Linked DNA regions of Rattus norvegicus: region 2 is linked to region 1. A link is a contact called in public Hi-C data. All regions are on one chromosome and are shown on one strand. The core of a region is the stretch at or near the end of the contact, and the rest is flanking DNA. Distances in the headings are between cores, read along the strand shown.

The links. Hi-C and Micro-C count contacts between places; a contact is called where the count stands out from the background.
Region 2: a contact with region 1 is called in a Hi-C map of Schwann cells, with 2.7 times the contacts expected there. The contact joins the enhancer-like site here to the promoter of Enpp2 in region 1. A contact is called at or near these places in 6 of 12 Hi-C or Micro-C datasets (the A7r5 cell line, Schwann cells, frontal cortex and 3 more) and 1 of 1 datasets of contacts at active chromatin or transcription factors (oligodendrocytes).

Annotation. Positions count from the first base shown.
Region 1 is chr7:88,169,168-88,173,652 of GRCr8, forward strand. It overlaps Enpp2 (ectonucleotide pyrophosphatase/phosphodiesterase 2), which reads right to left and starts at 3,080. Exons shown (of 25, transcript NM_057104.3): 1 at 2,963-3,080; 2 at 2,640-2,739. The coding sequence starts at 2,995.
Region 2 is chr7:88,320,949-88,325,390 of GRCr8, forward strand. It overlaps Taf2 (TATA-box binding protein associated factor 2), which reads right to left. Exons shown (of 26, transcript NM_133319.1): 24 at 3,379-3,484. Among named protein-coding and RNA genes, the nearest start is that of Taf2, 46 kb to the right of the region's middle. Within about 2 kb of position 1,258, at least 18 of the 93 cell types and tissues checked have an H3K27ac peak or open chromatin away from gene starts, as enhancers often do. A contact at or near this core is called in Schwann cells, where this site is marked.

The sequences.
Region 1 (4,485 bases), core at 1,830-4,329:
TACGCATCCCAGGATCTGATGAAGCTCTCATTCCCCTCTGCTTCTAATAGGTCATCAGATCCTAACAATAACTCCAGGCAACAAGTGTACTAGTTAATTAATTACAAGTCACTATGCGTGGTGACAGCCTTGCAGACACCTTAGTTCACAGTGTAACAGTGAGAGTATTCTCAGCTGTTACCCAGGAGCCCTGACAAGCGACCAGGACAGAAAAGGAAGCTGCATACTTTTGAATGGTGGCTCTTGCTCTGCCCTCATATACATGAGTGGCCTTTGTGTTTCTTGTTTGTGAAACACCTGATGGTCCTGAATGTGCAGGAATTCTTTCTGCCCCAGAGTGTTGTTAAAACAAAACAAGACAACAACAAACCACAACAAACAAACAAAAATCCTAGGGTATTTTCTCTCTTGACTTTTATTGTTTAAAATGTAGGGGGGAAAAACTTCACCCAATGTTCTCTGATGCAAAAGTTCAGCTAATTGTCAGAACCGCCTAGCACTAGTAGTATTTAGGAGATTCCCCCTTCCAACTATTGTTAGCAGTTAAAAAGATATAAAAACTGTCTACACCCTGCCTCACCGGGTTTCCAAAAGGAATCTTCTGTTTTCTCTATTTAAGCAGAAATGAACCCCAGTGTGTAGACAGCAGGTAAGCAGCATCAAAAGAAAACGTAAGAATAAAAGCCACATAAGGCTATGGAAGTCCTGAAACTCGGATATAAACTGTGTGGTGCCCTATAACTACGCTTCATGGAGGTGAAATGAACTCTCGCCATAAAGGCTTAGGATACCGATTCTATTAATTCAAGAAGCCGTATTCTGCAGCATGTTTAATTGACAAGTAGTACTGTAGACTAGTTTTCCAGAAGTAATATTGACATTGCTTGTCTTGTATCTAGTTCCTACAACATATGGAAGTAATTTACTATATGAGCAATGTTTTCAGGGGCTAAAACATTTATTCCATACTTTTCAAGCTTTTTGGTAGAGATAACACACGATTAGTAGGAGATGAGACGGGATGGCGGGAACAGTTTTTTATTCATTTATATTTTTTAATAATCTAGAAAATAAAGTCTTCTAAACTTATCCTTATTGCTGAGGGCTGAGACATTACAAGTGACTTGCCTGTGACAGTAGCACTTATTAATATAGACCCAGGGTCCCAGGCTGGGACTTTCATGATCCATTTCCAAAAAAAAAAGAGTCAAGTTTGAAAATAATGCAGTCATTAAAGAAACAGCATCGATTCCGGCCACTATCATTTAGAGAAAGCAGAAAAATGGTTCCTTTTAGGCACACTGGAAGGAGCCGGCAGCGGGCTGTCAGAGCAGCATGCTCAGGCCAAGGGCCTGATCCCCTGTCACAATCAGCCTTACCGGGTATGAAAAAGAGGGCTTTGAAGACAGCTTTTGCCTCCAATAAAAACAGCATTCTCTTTTGGCCCAGCAACCCCTCTCCCCTCTCCCCAGTGAAACACAATGCAGTTTTGTCCCTTTGGTTCCCCGGGGCCACAAGTTTTTAAGATCTGTTTTCTCATTCTTTCCCAAAGTACACTTCGCTGCAGCTCCCTCATCCATGTCTCCTACTACACCTTCAACATCCTTAAGCCCAACTCAGATCACTTGCTTGCCGTGTGGAGGATTCAATATTCCATTATACCTCATTTAGTAATACGGGTTTACAGGGGTATAAAGGCAGGTGGTGTTTCACAGTGTGCCAATCAAGAAACGCAGAGAAACACCAAATTCCCGGGGAGACAGAAAACATACTGTGATGTCAGAGAAAGGGAAGAAAATATTGCCCCCTAGAGTACCTGTCATTTCGAATACAATTTTTTAATTCTGAAACCATCAGCAGCTCCAATTTCCAGGAAATTAACCAAGCCATTGCTTAAGACCAGGTCAACTAGGCCCCCTCAGCCTGCACAAACGTTCCTTTATGAAGCCCCACTCTGCTCGGTACAGCCCACTGCAAAGGAGCCTCATTCACTCCAGCTGTGTTAGTTAAGTCAGCTCGGAAAACTCACCTTGCCTTCTTCCAGAAGGAAACACAGTGCAGATCTGCTCTTGAAAACTCTCTAAAGAGCTTACCTGGAGGGTTCCCCTAGTCTCAGTAAATCTTAGTCCCAAAGTTCTAAATTTCTAGCTTCTTTTTTTTAAGTTTATTGCCTTTTTTTTTTAACATCCTTTCTTTTTCTCACTCCTAGGTTAGAACTTTCTGGTAGCAAATAATGTCCCTTATACCACATGACAACACATCAGTCTCAGTCCTCTGTACCACATGGAACCTGCCAGCCTCATCCTTCTCCAACACTAAAGGCATACCTAGTCTCACTAAAGTTAGCGTAGCTGTGTCTAGGAACAAATGTTCATTTTATTTCAATGTTTATAAACTTCGGGATACAAAAATGTATGCATCCAGTTGTTGAGAATCGACAGTAAAGGTCTCTGATTAAAGCGTCATTCTTTACACCTAAGTTATAGACAGAATTGGTTTCATGACAGAGACACACCTTGGGCTAAATGAATCGCCCTGCAAGGCCGTCTGAAAGACGAATGCCCAAGGTGGCTGATGAAGACTGCCTAAGTGCACAGCACTGTTAGAGAAACAAAACTGCTAATAGCTACTACTCTTACCTGTGGGAGGTCCTTCATCCCATTCTGCCCTCTTAATTCGACTTGCTGTGAATCCTAAGCAGATATTGACACTGATGGCAAAAGTGAACAAGGATATTACCTGAGGGAATAAGGAGATGGAGTTGTCAAACACAGCTAGATTAGATGGATTCAAAGTGCATGAAAGTAGTTCAGATGACCCTAACACCCCGAGTCTTGCCAATTCTGAAAGGCATTCTCAGATCGTGTCTGAATTTGAACGAGGAGAAAAGAAACAAATCGAACCCAACTGGCAGTAATCCGGGAGAGTCAGCACCTCGCTAGTCACCGTACCGTCCTCCTACCTGGAATGACCCGAGACAGCCTTGTCTTGCCATGCCGAGGGATTCTTGGAAAGCCTCTGCAGGGTGTTCTCTGCTTGCCCTGAATGCTCTGCTCTCGGGGCTCTGAGTTCAGGCTGTTAACTCCAAGCAATCCCACCTGGGAAGTTGACAGGCGCATCTGATTCGTGCAGAGCTCGATTTCATCACAGTTGGTTCACAAATTGCAACTCTGAGCATAAGAGGCTTAAGGCAACATCCTTCTTGGCCCCACCCCCTGGCCGGCCCCTCCCCTCGCACAGACACTTTCATGTGGTATCCTTTGGCAACCGGGGGACTTCTTGTGTAGCTGTGGCCAATAACAGTGCATGTTCGTTTTTTTTTTTTCCTTCCTTCCCTCACAAATACATGGTTTGTCAAAAGAGAAACCAAATGTATTTTATCCGATAAAAATGAATCAGAGCTGCCCAGAACTTCCCATCAACTCGAAGCGTTTGCTATGTAGTTATTTGATGCCCTCAATCCTCCAACTTCAGGGTTTTTTAAAAGACAAGGGGGAAAAAAGTACAATTTATAAACCAAACAAATCTCCCTGTCTTTACCATCTGGTTATTTTTTTCTGGCAGTTAGAATGACCCTGTATCTATATAACTACATTCTCAGCTACTTCTGATTCCTCAGGAGTTTCACAACAATGGGATCTCCCAAAATTGCAACTCACACAAGAGATAGCATTCTTTTTCCCTCCATGTTGTTAAATTTTACACTAGTAACTTTTATCAACATACTGGGACGGCCAGCCGAGTTGCATAAAGTCCTTCTGAATATGAAAAGAGACAATATCATCCCAGTCTCTACCCATTCCTGACAAAAGTCAGCTTGTTTGTGGGGTGGGGGTGGGGTAGGAAGCAGGCATAAAGGACAGTAGGGGAGGGAGCTTGATTAGCCTTGAATTTAGCTTGAAAGAAGCAGTGGCTGCAAGAATTCCTATCAAATGCTCATCTACTTTGCAAAGACTGTGTCGAAGCTTCGTCCTGTGAGGCTCTTCTTGTGCGTGTTGAAGCGTCTATCCTAAGCAATTTTGCAACTTGGCAACCACACCAAATTTAGAAGTCTCTAAATCGGAAAGTCGTTTACATATTATATGCCTTTAGGATTCAAATGAGGGGAGGCTTGTTTTTGGCTTCTCCTGCCAGGCCCCTGGACGGTGGTTCTCTGCAGAGCACGTAAGTGCATATGTAAACAAGCAGGAGCCTTCCAGGCAGCAACTGCTCTAGGAAGCCCCCGGGGCTCTGCTCGCATAGAACCTGATAGCACAAAAGCTAAGAGCTTGTTTCCGTGGACTGCAGAGTGAGCCTGGGTTTCATTACAAACTCTAGAGTTTAGTAAACAGCTCACTGAAAAGAAGAAGAGACACTGCCAGACATCCAGTTGCTCTTCTCGGGTCCTCTTAGCTTTGGACTCTCACAGAGGGGGCAGGCTATGAATTTATCTACAAGCCTCTCGCTTTAGTCTGTATGCCAAGCTAAACTGATCTGCAGTTGATT
Region 2 (4,442 bases), core at 8-2,507, 150 kb after region 1:
AGCAAGCTCAAGAACAGCTTCTGATACAGAAGATCTAGCATCAAAAAGTAGATGATAAAAAAAAAAAAACTGTAAGGGATAATACAGCAACACATTTACAAAGATAAACAAATAACACCTGACCTCTCACCAGCAACCCTAGAAGCCAGAAAACCATAGAAAGATCCACTCGAGTCCTCAAAGTACAGAGCTGCTAATAAGACTGCTAAAATCAATAAAGACATTTTCTAATTAATAAGGGGAAGCAAACATTTCAAAATATGCAAACCAAGGCTCATGATGAGCAGATTAAGAGAATACCATAGGGGTTGGGGATTTAGCTCAGTGGTAGAGCACTTGGCTAGAAAACACAAGGCCCTGGGTTCAGTCCTCAGCTCCAAAAAAAAAGAAAGGAAGAAAAAAAAAAGAGAGAGAGAGAGAATACCATAGACAGAAGAAAGTTCACAGATAGACAACGCTCTCCTAGAAGTCATGGGCTTAAACAAGAACCCTGATGCCAGGGTCAGCATACCTGCCCATGAACTGTTTGCTACAGAGGCTGCAGACACCTTAAAAGTAAAGGCCATGGAATGGAGAATGGCTCAGTAGTTAGAGAAGCACTCGCTGTACTTTCAAAGGACCTGCATTCAGTTCCAAGCACCCATGTTAAGAAGCTCACAACTTTTGTAACTCCAACTCAGAGGAATCCAACATGCTCTTTAGACTTTCAGAAGGCACTTACTCCCCCTCCCCACACACTGATAGCAATAATAAAAATAAATCTTAGAGAGAGAGAGAGAGAGAGAGAGAGAGAATACAGTCTATTGTCATTGTTCTAGCTTGCCTACATAGAATGAGAAGCCAAAGACAGAATCTCAGTGAAATTATAACAGAGGCCCTCTTACTAACACACCACACGCTTTGGTCACAGGATACAAAGAAATGAAAACAGACCTGAACTGCAAACCCCCTCGCTGCTTACTAGTGTTTGCAGTGCTGGAAGGCGCAATGCAGGCTGCAGCTCACCCTTAGTCCCTCCCAGCTGAAGACTGGTGTAGGCGGCAATACTGGCCCGACAAGTAAATCTACTGGGGTGACGTGGCACAGCTATCTGCAGGACGACCACGTGTTTCTGCGATTGCTTTGACGACAGGCTTCACACGAGGGAATACACACCTGACACTATAAACCTGCTCAAAGCCTACGGCTGGGAGGACATGGACCCAAGCAGGGAACACAGTACCATTGTTGAACATGTCAAACTGCCTTCTAAACATTCATGCTTGTTCCAAGACCGTTGTGGCTCCCAGCCAAGGGTTTGAGGCTCTAATGAATGTAGACTCACATCTGACAAAAGGGTTAAGAATCAATGACAGAGGCAGCTCAGCTTACAACAAGAGTGTTTCTATCCCTTCACTGCACTGAGACCCAGGCAGGGTACATCATAGAAAAGAGGGCAGAAAGAATTTAAGATCAAGAGTATCGTGAATCACTGCTGTTGTAACCATGAACAGCAGCAGCTAGAGACATCTGCACACTTCCCATCATGCATAGAGGTATCTGAAGGTCCCATCTCTTCCTGTGGTAATTGCATCATTAATGGTTGCTTGAGAAGGGATGTCATTAGCTAATGGCACAGCCACTGGGGGATGAGGTAGGAAATATAAAAGGTTCAGAGAGAAAGGAAAGGGGATGCCAAAAGGCAATGGGGTGAACATAATCACAATACATTGTACATATGCATAAAAATATAAAAAAAAACCCTAAGAAGACTAGATGATTGGACCAGAAAATTTAGAGCCAGCAATTATCTCCAAGATAAATTCTGCTCACTAGCAGAAACCCAGACTGAGAATCAGTGCAGAAATTATCTGGCGAGCACACAGGCTGAAAACAGTTTTTGTGACATCTGATTAAGTAGGCTTCCAACCAAAGTGCATTAAGAGATACTGAGGGTCAGTAAAACATATTAATGAAGAGAACATAAAGACCATTAAATAAGTACAGGCCAGGATTAGGATTTGTGTGTGTGTGTGTGTGTGTGTGTGTGTGTGTGTGTGTGTGTGTGTTGGGGGGAGGAGGTGTGCATGAACAAGCATTTGGTTTTTGAGCCAGGGTTTCTCTATGCAGTCCTGGCTGTCCTGGAATTTGTTCCATTGACCAGGCTGGCCTTGAACTCAGATCCACTTAACTCTGCCTCCAGAGTGCCAAGATTAAAGGTGTGTGCTAAAGAAATGCTAAAAAATAAATCTAAGCTGAGAAAATGGCTTGGTTCATAAAATACTTGCTTGGTAGGCAGGAGAAACTCAGTTTGGACCACCAAACCCAAAGAAAGCATGGGTGCAGTGATGCACGCTTTTATTCTAGCAATGGCTAGATGGGAGGTGGGGACAGGCAGATCTCTCACTGTCTCAACCAAAGGTGGACAGTGGCAGGAGAATGGCACCCACAGCTGTGATCTCCATACATGTGTGCATCCACCCATGAACACATACATATATACATGGACATACTTGCACACACACAAACAGACATAAATTTAGAGACATAAATTTATCATTTTGTAGTACTACAAAGATAACACAACCAACCAAAATAGGGTAGTTGAGAAATAAATACAAATAAAATAAAATCTATGATATCAAATTATATGAGACAGACCAAAAAAGAGGGGCATTATGGAAAACACTGACCTTAGTTAAAAAAAAAAAAAAAAAACAAAAAACCCCCTATTTTAAATTTAACCACAGTCCTGTTATTAAGAGTAAACAAAGGTGGGTGATGGAAGCTCGTGCCGTTAATCCCAGCACTAGGGAGGAAGAGGCAAATGGCTCTTTGTGAGTTCAAGGCTAGCCTGGTCTACAGAACTAGTTTCAGGACAGCTGAGCTATACAAAGAAACCCTGTCTCCTATCTCAAAAAACCAAAAGGGGGGGGGGATAAATGACAAATATCTTACACCCAAATCCAAATTTTTTAGGGGGAGGATGAGACAAGGTCTCACTATATAGCTCTGGCTGGCCTGTAACTCACTATGTAGAGAACCAATATAATACAATAAATTAAAAGAAGTACTTGTTACTTTTTTAGTTTGCATGCATGCGTGCGTGAACTTGAGGTTGGTTTTCTCTTTCCACCTTTACAGGGTGCCAGGCATTGAACTCAGAGTGACAGGCTTGAACAACCAATGCCTTGACCCACTGTGCCATCTGGCCAAACCTCCAAAAAGTACTTTCTACCATTTATTATTTTGTCAATGTAAATTACACTGGTATAATTCAAGAATTTTACATTGGTTTCTCAATGCTATACTTGCTCTTCTAAATATAAAGTAACAGACCTGAGAAGGGACACCTGTGAGCACTGCCCCTCCCCCAAGGCTGTGCTGTGTTACCCTTACCTGGAGTGGACGGCCTTTCAAGCATGTTCAGATGATGGGAAATGAAGGCCTGACTATCATGAACGGTGTCCATATCGACCTCCTCCTCATCCTGAGAACTTGAGAACTAGTGCACACACAACAGGACAGAGAGACACAGCATTACTGTGTTCAGATATTATCTTTAAGGACAGTAGAAGAGAGGCCAAAGAACAGACCCTTTACAATCTTAAAAAGAAAAACAGTCTTGTGTTCAAAAGGCACTAAAACAAAAATTGGGTGGTCCAGCCTCCAAAAGCAGCTGATAAAGAATTTCTGTGAGCCAGACGTGATGGTGCATGCCTTTAAGACTAGCACTTGGGAGGCAAAGGCAAGTGATTTCTGAGTTTGAGGCTACCCTGGTTTACGAAGCGAGTTCCAAGAAAGCCAAGGCCACACGGAGAAACCATGTCTTAAAAAACCAACCAACCAAGATGGGGCAAGGATTATAAGCACTAATTCCTACCTTAGGGCATACTTTGCATCTTTAGTAAATGTGATTATATCCCAGATAACTCCAGGTAAATCATAAAGAGAATCTGAGTTTCAAGGGGAAGCACCAGTAGAGAATGACCAGAACAGTCTGCTCTGGATACTACTGAAAACAGAAGGCTGTAGTAGGGCAGACACTGTGTCATCAGTATGAAAATCATTCTAGAACATTCTTTTTACAGTGAAATGATTCACATATGCTCTTTTTACAGAGTCTGGGAATTTATAATGCAGAGCTAGAAAGAAAAGGCTTTCTAAAGGCAAAACCCACAAATTTAAAAAAAAAATTGTAAAATGTAATGGAATGTACCATCCCTTCCCAAATTAGATTACTCCTCCAGTCAATTTTCACTCAAAACCACTGGCCAGCAAGCAACTTAAAGGCACGGTCTATAGTCCACAGGCTTCATCATACACAGAGACAAGACAGCCTGATGTGTAAAAGGCTCTGTACTATGCACAGGAGACATCCTAGGGTCCAAAAGAGCCTTATTTCACCATACAAGTTGACTGGAGCACGTTTGTTTATAGGAGCTGGGGGTTAGACTGGCAGT